2 separate regions of the Rattus norvegicus genome follow, and region 2 is linked to region 1. The links are chromatin contacts, called in public Hi-C maps. All regions are on one chromosome and are shown on one strand. The core of a region is the stretch at or near the end of the contact, and the rest is flanking DNA. Distances in the headings are between cores, read along the strand shown. Region 1 holds the start of Magohb (mago homolog B, exon junction complex subunit). Region 2 has its middle 26 kb from the start of Lpal2.

Region 1 (3,480 bases), core at 189-2,688:
TTTCTTAGGATTAGTACAGAAGGCCATCAGTCACCAATAGGATTACTCAGTGGTGCTAACAGAAAGGTAACCAGGACTTTAAGAGTGGACACTGGGTGCAAGTTCACTGTCATTTTTGTGCTCTCCAAGACCATTCCACACTGGAATGTTCCGTACTTCTCCAACTTAAACTATCCCTGCAAATACCTAGGGTACAAACTATTAATCCTTACCGATTCACAAGTTGTATTACACTATGAAAAACTCTTATAACTGTCTGGACTCTTCAGTTTCATGTGCTATTTGAACATCAACCCCCCACCAGAGAGATACATTTTACTTTGTGTCTTAGTCAAGGCTGTTAGCCACTGGATACTGTGAAGCATTATCCAAAGAGACTCTGGTAGATTGTGATCCAGTTGCCACTGAAATGTATCTTTACTCACTTCACCAGTTACAGGAAGTGGAGCCACACCCAACTTTACAATGTGCTTGGAGATCAGAGATACCCACCCTAAGTACAGCTTGTAAACCTTAGTTCAAAACTCAGAAAAATACACACCCATACCATAGGGCAACCAGAAAGTAAAAATGGTTTGCATATGTTCCTCCCAAGCCCATTTAAATAACTAGAAGCAAACAAAGAAAACCCCAAGCTATTTGTTCTTTTCTAAAATACTGTGAAATATGCAGGAAAATGGACAAATCTGTCAATTATTATAGTTAAGTGAGGTAACCGTGAAGTATTAATGCAAATCTTGTATAGGGATCTTAGCTTTTGTATGCGTGTATTTATGTGCTTGTGAGTATAGGTTATTAAACCTGAGAGGATACTGCGGGTTGGTTAAAGAAATGGAGTGGGAAGAGTAACAGGATGCATTTAACAAGAAAGTGCAGCGGGAATAACTGGGACAGAAGAATTGGAGACAGTATATGAGGGAGAGGTGTATGGAGTGAGGTTCAATCAAAACAATATACAATGCCACAATGAAATCTGCGACTTTGTACCAACCATCGCGCTCATGCAAGCAATCTTTATAAAACTCGGTGATTCTCCCCTCAACACAGACATACAGGAGATGTAAAAGCACAGGAGGGCTTATTGGTAAAAGCGGTTCTGCAGGAGAAGGGATGGTGGAAGGTAACGTGGTGGGGGCGACTAAAATTCATCATATACGTGTATAAAACCGTCAGAGTTAAAAAATAAATATCGAAGCATATAAAAAATCTTAAAAAAAAAAAAAAAGAAAACAAAGCGCTTGAGATTGTGGTGAAGCGGCTCCAGCGCAAACCTTCAGAACTGAGGGTCTCTCGCTTTGTCTTCAGTTCTCCCGGCTTTCGTTCCCTACCGGAGTAAGCGCGCCCTCGTTGACGCTCTTTGCCCGCGCCTGCGACGTCACTACTCCGCGCCGGCGGCACGTTGGACCGGCGGTATACCGGGCTTTACCGAGGGCAAAAATGGCTTTGGCTAGTGATTTCTACCTGCGGTACTACGTCGGGCACAAGGGCAAGTTTGGGCACGAGTTTCTGGAGTTCGAGTTTCGGCCGGACGGTGAGCGGCGGAGAGGCTGCGAGGGAGGGCGAGCCGCCCAGGGAATGGGTTTCTGTTTTTTTTTTTTTTTTTCCCTTTCTTATTTCAATGTACTTGTTAGTTTTGAGTCAGGGTCTTGTGTAGTGCAGGCTGACCTCGAACTCACGATTCTCTTGCTTCAGCCTTCGGGATAGTGGGATGGCAGGCATGTTACAACGCTCCAGACTCCAGAAGAACCGGTTTGGAGGGTTTCATACCAATGTTGGAAGAGTTTGCTTGTGTAGCACGCCTGCGCAGTGCTTGTAAGAGAAAAAAAAATGCTGTAAAGTAATTCAGAAAAGCGGATCTTGCCACTGTCAGAAAAATTGAACACACAGGAATCGGAAACTTAAGAGCAGAGAACCTGTGCTTCGGGAGTGTTAACAGAATTATCAAAAGACACATACTCTAGCGGATGCTTGTAATCTTTAGGTGGCCTTTTTGGCCTACTCATTCATTCACTATCTGTGTTAAGACTGCTTTGTAGGGGAGGAACCCCGTGTCTGAACACGGGAGTGTGATATGTGTCAGGTTTGAAAGACAATTCTTCACCAGTGGATGATGGACAAAGGTAAGGGAGTCAATGAATGCTCCCAGAAGCTCTTTTTGTGCTGCCTTCTAGATAGTTGGTCAGCTCTGTGTAGATGAGTCTGAATATCTCCTTCCTAGCCACCAGCTGTCAGAACACTTTCAGGTGGACAGTGAATACAAACTTTGTACTTTCTCGGAGAAGCAAATGGCCACAGAGGTAGCTACTGATGCTCTGGGTGAAGAGTGGATGGATGGGTTGTGTGGTCCCAATCACAAAAAGGACTGAGAATGACAAACGGTTTTACCATGAAGCAAGGCTTCTTGACCCAGTGCAGAGTACACCGGTTATTGTTAAAAAACAAAAATGATATTGCTGAACTGAGCCCCTGTCCCTCTGTACTTGGGTCTCAAAGAGCTAGCAGAATCCTAAAGTGTTTCAGTGTCTCTAAAGAAGATGATGTCTGCTCGTGCACCGTTGAAAAGCCCTTGAACAAAGACTGTAAGAAATCCAGGAAGAAAGCACGCAAGACCCAAACATCTAGTTACTTCATATGTCCTGGAACACCACCAACTCCAGTGTATTGTTCTGAAGAAACAATGCACTAAGAAAAATAAAGTAGCTACAGAATGAGCTAAACTTTTGACCTAGAGAATGAAGCTAGAGAAAAATACTTGGAACAGATTTCTAAGAGACGTAGGCTGTCCTCAATGGGAGCTTCTAATTTTGAGTATTAGTCCAGTAAACAATAAGTGTTTAAGAGTAAGAAATAAATGATCAGACCTTGAAAAACAAAAACAAACAAACAAACAAACAAAAAAAACCAACCAAACAACAACAACAAAAAAGGCTTTGCCTGAGTCTTTAATCCTAGCATTCTGGAGGCAGAGTCAGGCAGATGGAGTTTCAGAAAAGCCAGAGCTACACAGAGAAACCCTGTCCCCCGAACACAAAGATTCCCCCTACAAAAAAGAACCTTCCTCTAGAAGATGAGATACTTGATTGAGATAAAAACAATGAACCTTCTTGGTTTCTGGATGAGAGAAAACCCAGAAGAGAACAGAATTAGCAGGGATTTGTTGAAGCCCCTGTGTAGTGTAAGGCAATTCTTACCTGTACCAAGAATTTTTATTTGTGAATGTTCATTGTGTAGTCGGCAGTATATAAATGTCAAAGCCGAAGGTAGTTGGGAGATAAACATTTAACCTACGATAGGATAGTATGGATTTTATTTAAGTGCTTTGTGCAAGTTTTGCACAAGGTTCTTTGAAACGTAAGGAAAGGATCATGTATTCCAAAGGTTTGGAGCGTTTAGGAAGAAGTCAGCATAGCAGTCAGTGTCCTGCCGTTATTTTGAAACTTAATAACTTCAACCTTGTTTTCCAAATTTTGATGTCGTGGC
Region 2 (3,493 bases), core at 924-3,423, 140 kb before region 1:
TGATCCTGTATGGGTCAATGCGAGGTCCTGTGCATGTATTATTCCTGGCTTCGTGGGGGGATTTCCGGGGCGGGGGGAGTATAACAATGGGCGTTGAGGTATGTAACACTCTTCCTTGCTTTTCAGACCCTTTTCCTCCTACTACGTTATCTCATCTAGCCTTAAAGTAAGAGTTTGTGCCTGGTCTTACTGTCTCTTTTGTAGTGTTCATGTAGATCCCTAGGAGACCTGCTCTTTTCTGGCAGAGACTAGGAATTTGGAGGACTTACTTGAGAAGGCATATCTCCACTACAAAAGCAACCGGGTATAACATCTGATAAAGGCTGAGATTAGTTCTTTAGACTATCCTACACCATAATTAAGGAAAATAGGGAAGACTGGGGAGCTGAGGGCACTCATTATGACTGCTTAGAGAAGGAATGCAAAACAATCAAACAGGTTAGCCCTGCTTCCACTCCCACGACAAAAACACAAACATCCACCTCCACAAAATACACACATACTCACACACAGAGAGACAGACAGACAGACAGACAGACAGACAGACGTACACATACAGTCACGCACACACACTCACATTCACACACTCACTCATAGTAAGTCAAAGAAAACAAAGCCTACACGGGAAAATGACTTTACTAAAAAACACAAGTAGAAAAGAAAAAAATGGGAAAGTACACAGAAAGCATAAATTCCAATGGGGGGTGGGGGTCAATCATTATAACTGTCTTCAAGAATTCAAGCAAAATCAAGTGACAATAATAAGTCCACCAGGTAAAAGTCGACTAAAGGATTTAAAATAAGTACCATCCATGTAAGTACTTGCTGTTTAAACAGCAGTGACTAGTAGAAAATAGGAGTTTTTGAAAAACCTTTTCACAAAACCTCAATGTCAGATCTTTAAAAGAAAATCAGAAGATTTTTGAGAGTTAATGGAGGCACAACAAAGAGCAATAATTCAAGTTTAAGGCTGAGAAGATTATTCTAAACTGTCAATTCTCTCTAGATTGTTCTATCCAGTCATAAATCGTAAGACTTTTTCCATAAGATTTAAATATTCTAAAATTAATCTGCCCTCTTCTCTGCATCTCAACCACCTTGATAAAAGAAAGAAAAGTGCTTGAAAGTGAAAAGGGTACTCAGGGATACCCACAGTGGATTATTAAATGCACAGTAATTGAGTATATGCTGGCAATCCAAGTGCTCTTCAACATACGATTAGACAGAGCGCTTTTCTGATTCGATCGCTGAGCTAAAGAACTAGTAAAATGCTAAAAGAACTCCTTAATGCCTCAAAAAAGGAAAATGAACCATTACAGCCCACGGGCTCAAAAGCAGACAGGGCTTAGTGGAACATAGAGGAAATAACGTGTACAGAGCTTCTCTGACGTTCAGGAGTGTTCTGGAAGTAGGAGGCAGAAACAGGAAGTTCTCACGGAGGTTTGAGTAAATGAGGTCTGGTCCTAGGAGTGTGACCTTGGGCAGCACATTCTTATAAAGAGAGCAACTGGGGATTTAGCTCAGTGGTAGAGCAGTTGCCTTGCAAGCGCAAGGCTCTGGGTTCGTTCCAAAAAAGCCAAGGTACCTGGCAGAAAATGCTTCTAAAGGGTGAAGAACAACAAGTCCAAGGAAATCAACCATAAAAGGGCAGAACCACACTAGATACAGTGCTATAAGGTAGATTCCTAAATGACCAAGTAATGATTGTTTGAGATAGTATTGAGAAAATAAGCAACTCCTTGTGGGAATAGTATGTATTAGCCAACCCTGTTAGGGAGAACAATATTTGATGAGACATCAGAAGATCTTAGATTCTCTTCCTAGATACATTATTGTCCAGCCTTGAAATTCAATTTACTTAGAACTTGATTTTTATATGTGAAATTGAAGAGGAAGGGGGCTTCCAGATGAAAGTGTATTAAGTAATGATTTCATTCAAGCTCAGGCCACAAATTCAACTTTACAAACCAAAGCAACTTGGGTTCACTCTCCCAGCACTAAAGGAGGAGACTCATAAAGACTGGAATGCACTTTGCTTGGCTTCATTCCCCTTTTGATTTCTCAGCCTTAGTTTCATTACCGAAGAAATCCACAGGGTGGCAATAACACTGAATCAAAGTAACTGGAGAGTTAAGAGTCTCAGAAAACGTATTCTTCAGAAGCTAATGTTTACAGTTCTCCCTTCCCTGTTTTTATGAAGTCACCAGGCTGCTGGAGCTGGTAGAACAAAGGCCACACACAAAGCCTGAGAGTGGGAGCAATGACTCCCAGGAGAGGTCCAGCTATGATCTAGGCCTTTTGCCACACAAAGCAGGCTTTACAATTCTCATACTGATTCGAAAGAAAGACAAGTGACAGACTGGAGGGGGAAGATAAGCTACTAAAATACCAAGTTATTGAAAGTAAGCCATGGAGGTAGAATTCCATCTTTAGCCAAATGCCTAGGATCCTTAACCTACAGCAAGCTGACACCTCTGAAAAGAACTAACCCCAAGGGCCCTTCCTTCCTCACCATGCTCACTGGTACAGGAAATAATGTTTTTACTGTTTTCTTTATAAAAGAGAGGATGTGTCATCAAGCTGACTCATTTTTAGCGCAGGCTAATATAAATCATGTTCTAGTCACTACAAAACACCACAGTTCTAGCAATGCCCACTTTGGGTTTTATATCAGGGTCACTCACATCTGCATCTTGCAGCTTAAACAGCCCATGAGGAGCTGGGAGTGTGGCTCAATAACAGAACACTTTTCTAACGGGTATCGATCTCTAGGTTTAACCCTTGGCACGAGGAAATAAATAAAGTCCTCCCCACACACACATACACACTGGTTCTTATCTTAATGGAGAAACAACAGAATGCCATCCAAAGTGAGTTAAAAGAAGAAAGATAGCATTTAAAGTAACTATAGGGTTTCAAAGTATCCAAGGTTAAAAGACTTCTTTGATACAAAAAGATTGAAATAAAATATCAGAAAAGCACCTGGAATCATTGTAATCTGTCATACAGGATGCAATGGCTCATTTTAACTGTTACCTGGACACAGCCTAGAGTTAGCTGGGTAGGGAAGTGAAGGATAGTCTAGATCAGGTGGGCCTGTGGCTAGTCCTTAGGGAATTGTCATGGTTATGTTAATTGATGTAGGAAGACCAAGTCTAAAAAGTTAGTCACACCATTCTGTAGGGTTTTTTTTTTTTAAGATTTATTTATTTTATGTACATGAATACACTGTCACTGTCTTCAGACACACCAGAAGAGGGCATCAGATCCCATTACAGATGGCTGTGAGCCACCATGTGGTTGCTGGGAATTGAACTCAGGACCTCTGGAAGAGCAGCTAGTGCTCTTAACTACTGAGCCATCTCTCCAGCCCCCATCCTCCAGGTTTGATTCCTAAACTGTATAGGATCAGAAAGGAAGCTAAGCTGCAAGTGTGGGTGCATTTGTTTTCTCTGTTTTTAAACTGTGGATGTGCCTAGCTATTTCAAAACTT

Evidence for each region. A called contact is a pair of places that touch in the nucleus more often than the background predicts.
Region 2: a contact with region 1 is called in a Hi-C map of Schwann cells, with 2.2 times the contacts expected there. The contact joins the enhancer-like site here to the promoter of Magohb in region 1. A contact is called at or near these places in 3 of 12 Hi-C or Micro-C datasets (the A7r5 cell line, Schwann cells and frontal cortex).

What each region holds. Positions count from the first base shown.
Region 1 is chr4:166,771,298-166,774,777 of GRCr8, reverse strand. Magohb (mago homolog B, exon junction complex subunit) reads left to right here and starts at 1,438. Exons shown (of 5, transcript NM_001191105.1): 1 at 1,438-1,531. The coding sequence starts at 1,438.
Region 2 is chr4:166,910,956-166,914,448 of GRCr8, reverse strand. No RefSeq gene overlaps it. Among named protein-coding and RNA genes, the nearest start is that of Lpal2, 26 kb to the left of the region's middle. Within about 2 kb of position 2,173, at least 35 of the 93 cell types and tissues checked have an H3K27ac peak or open chromatin away from gene starts, as enhancers often do. A contact at or near this core is called in the A7r5 cell line and Schwann cells, where this site is marked.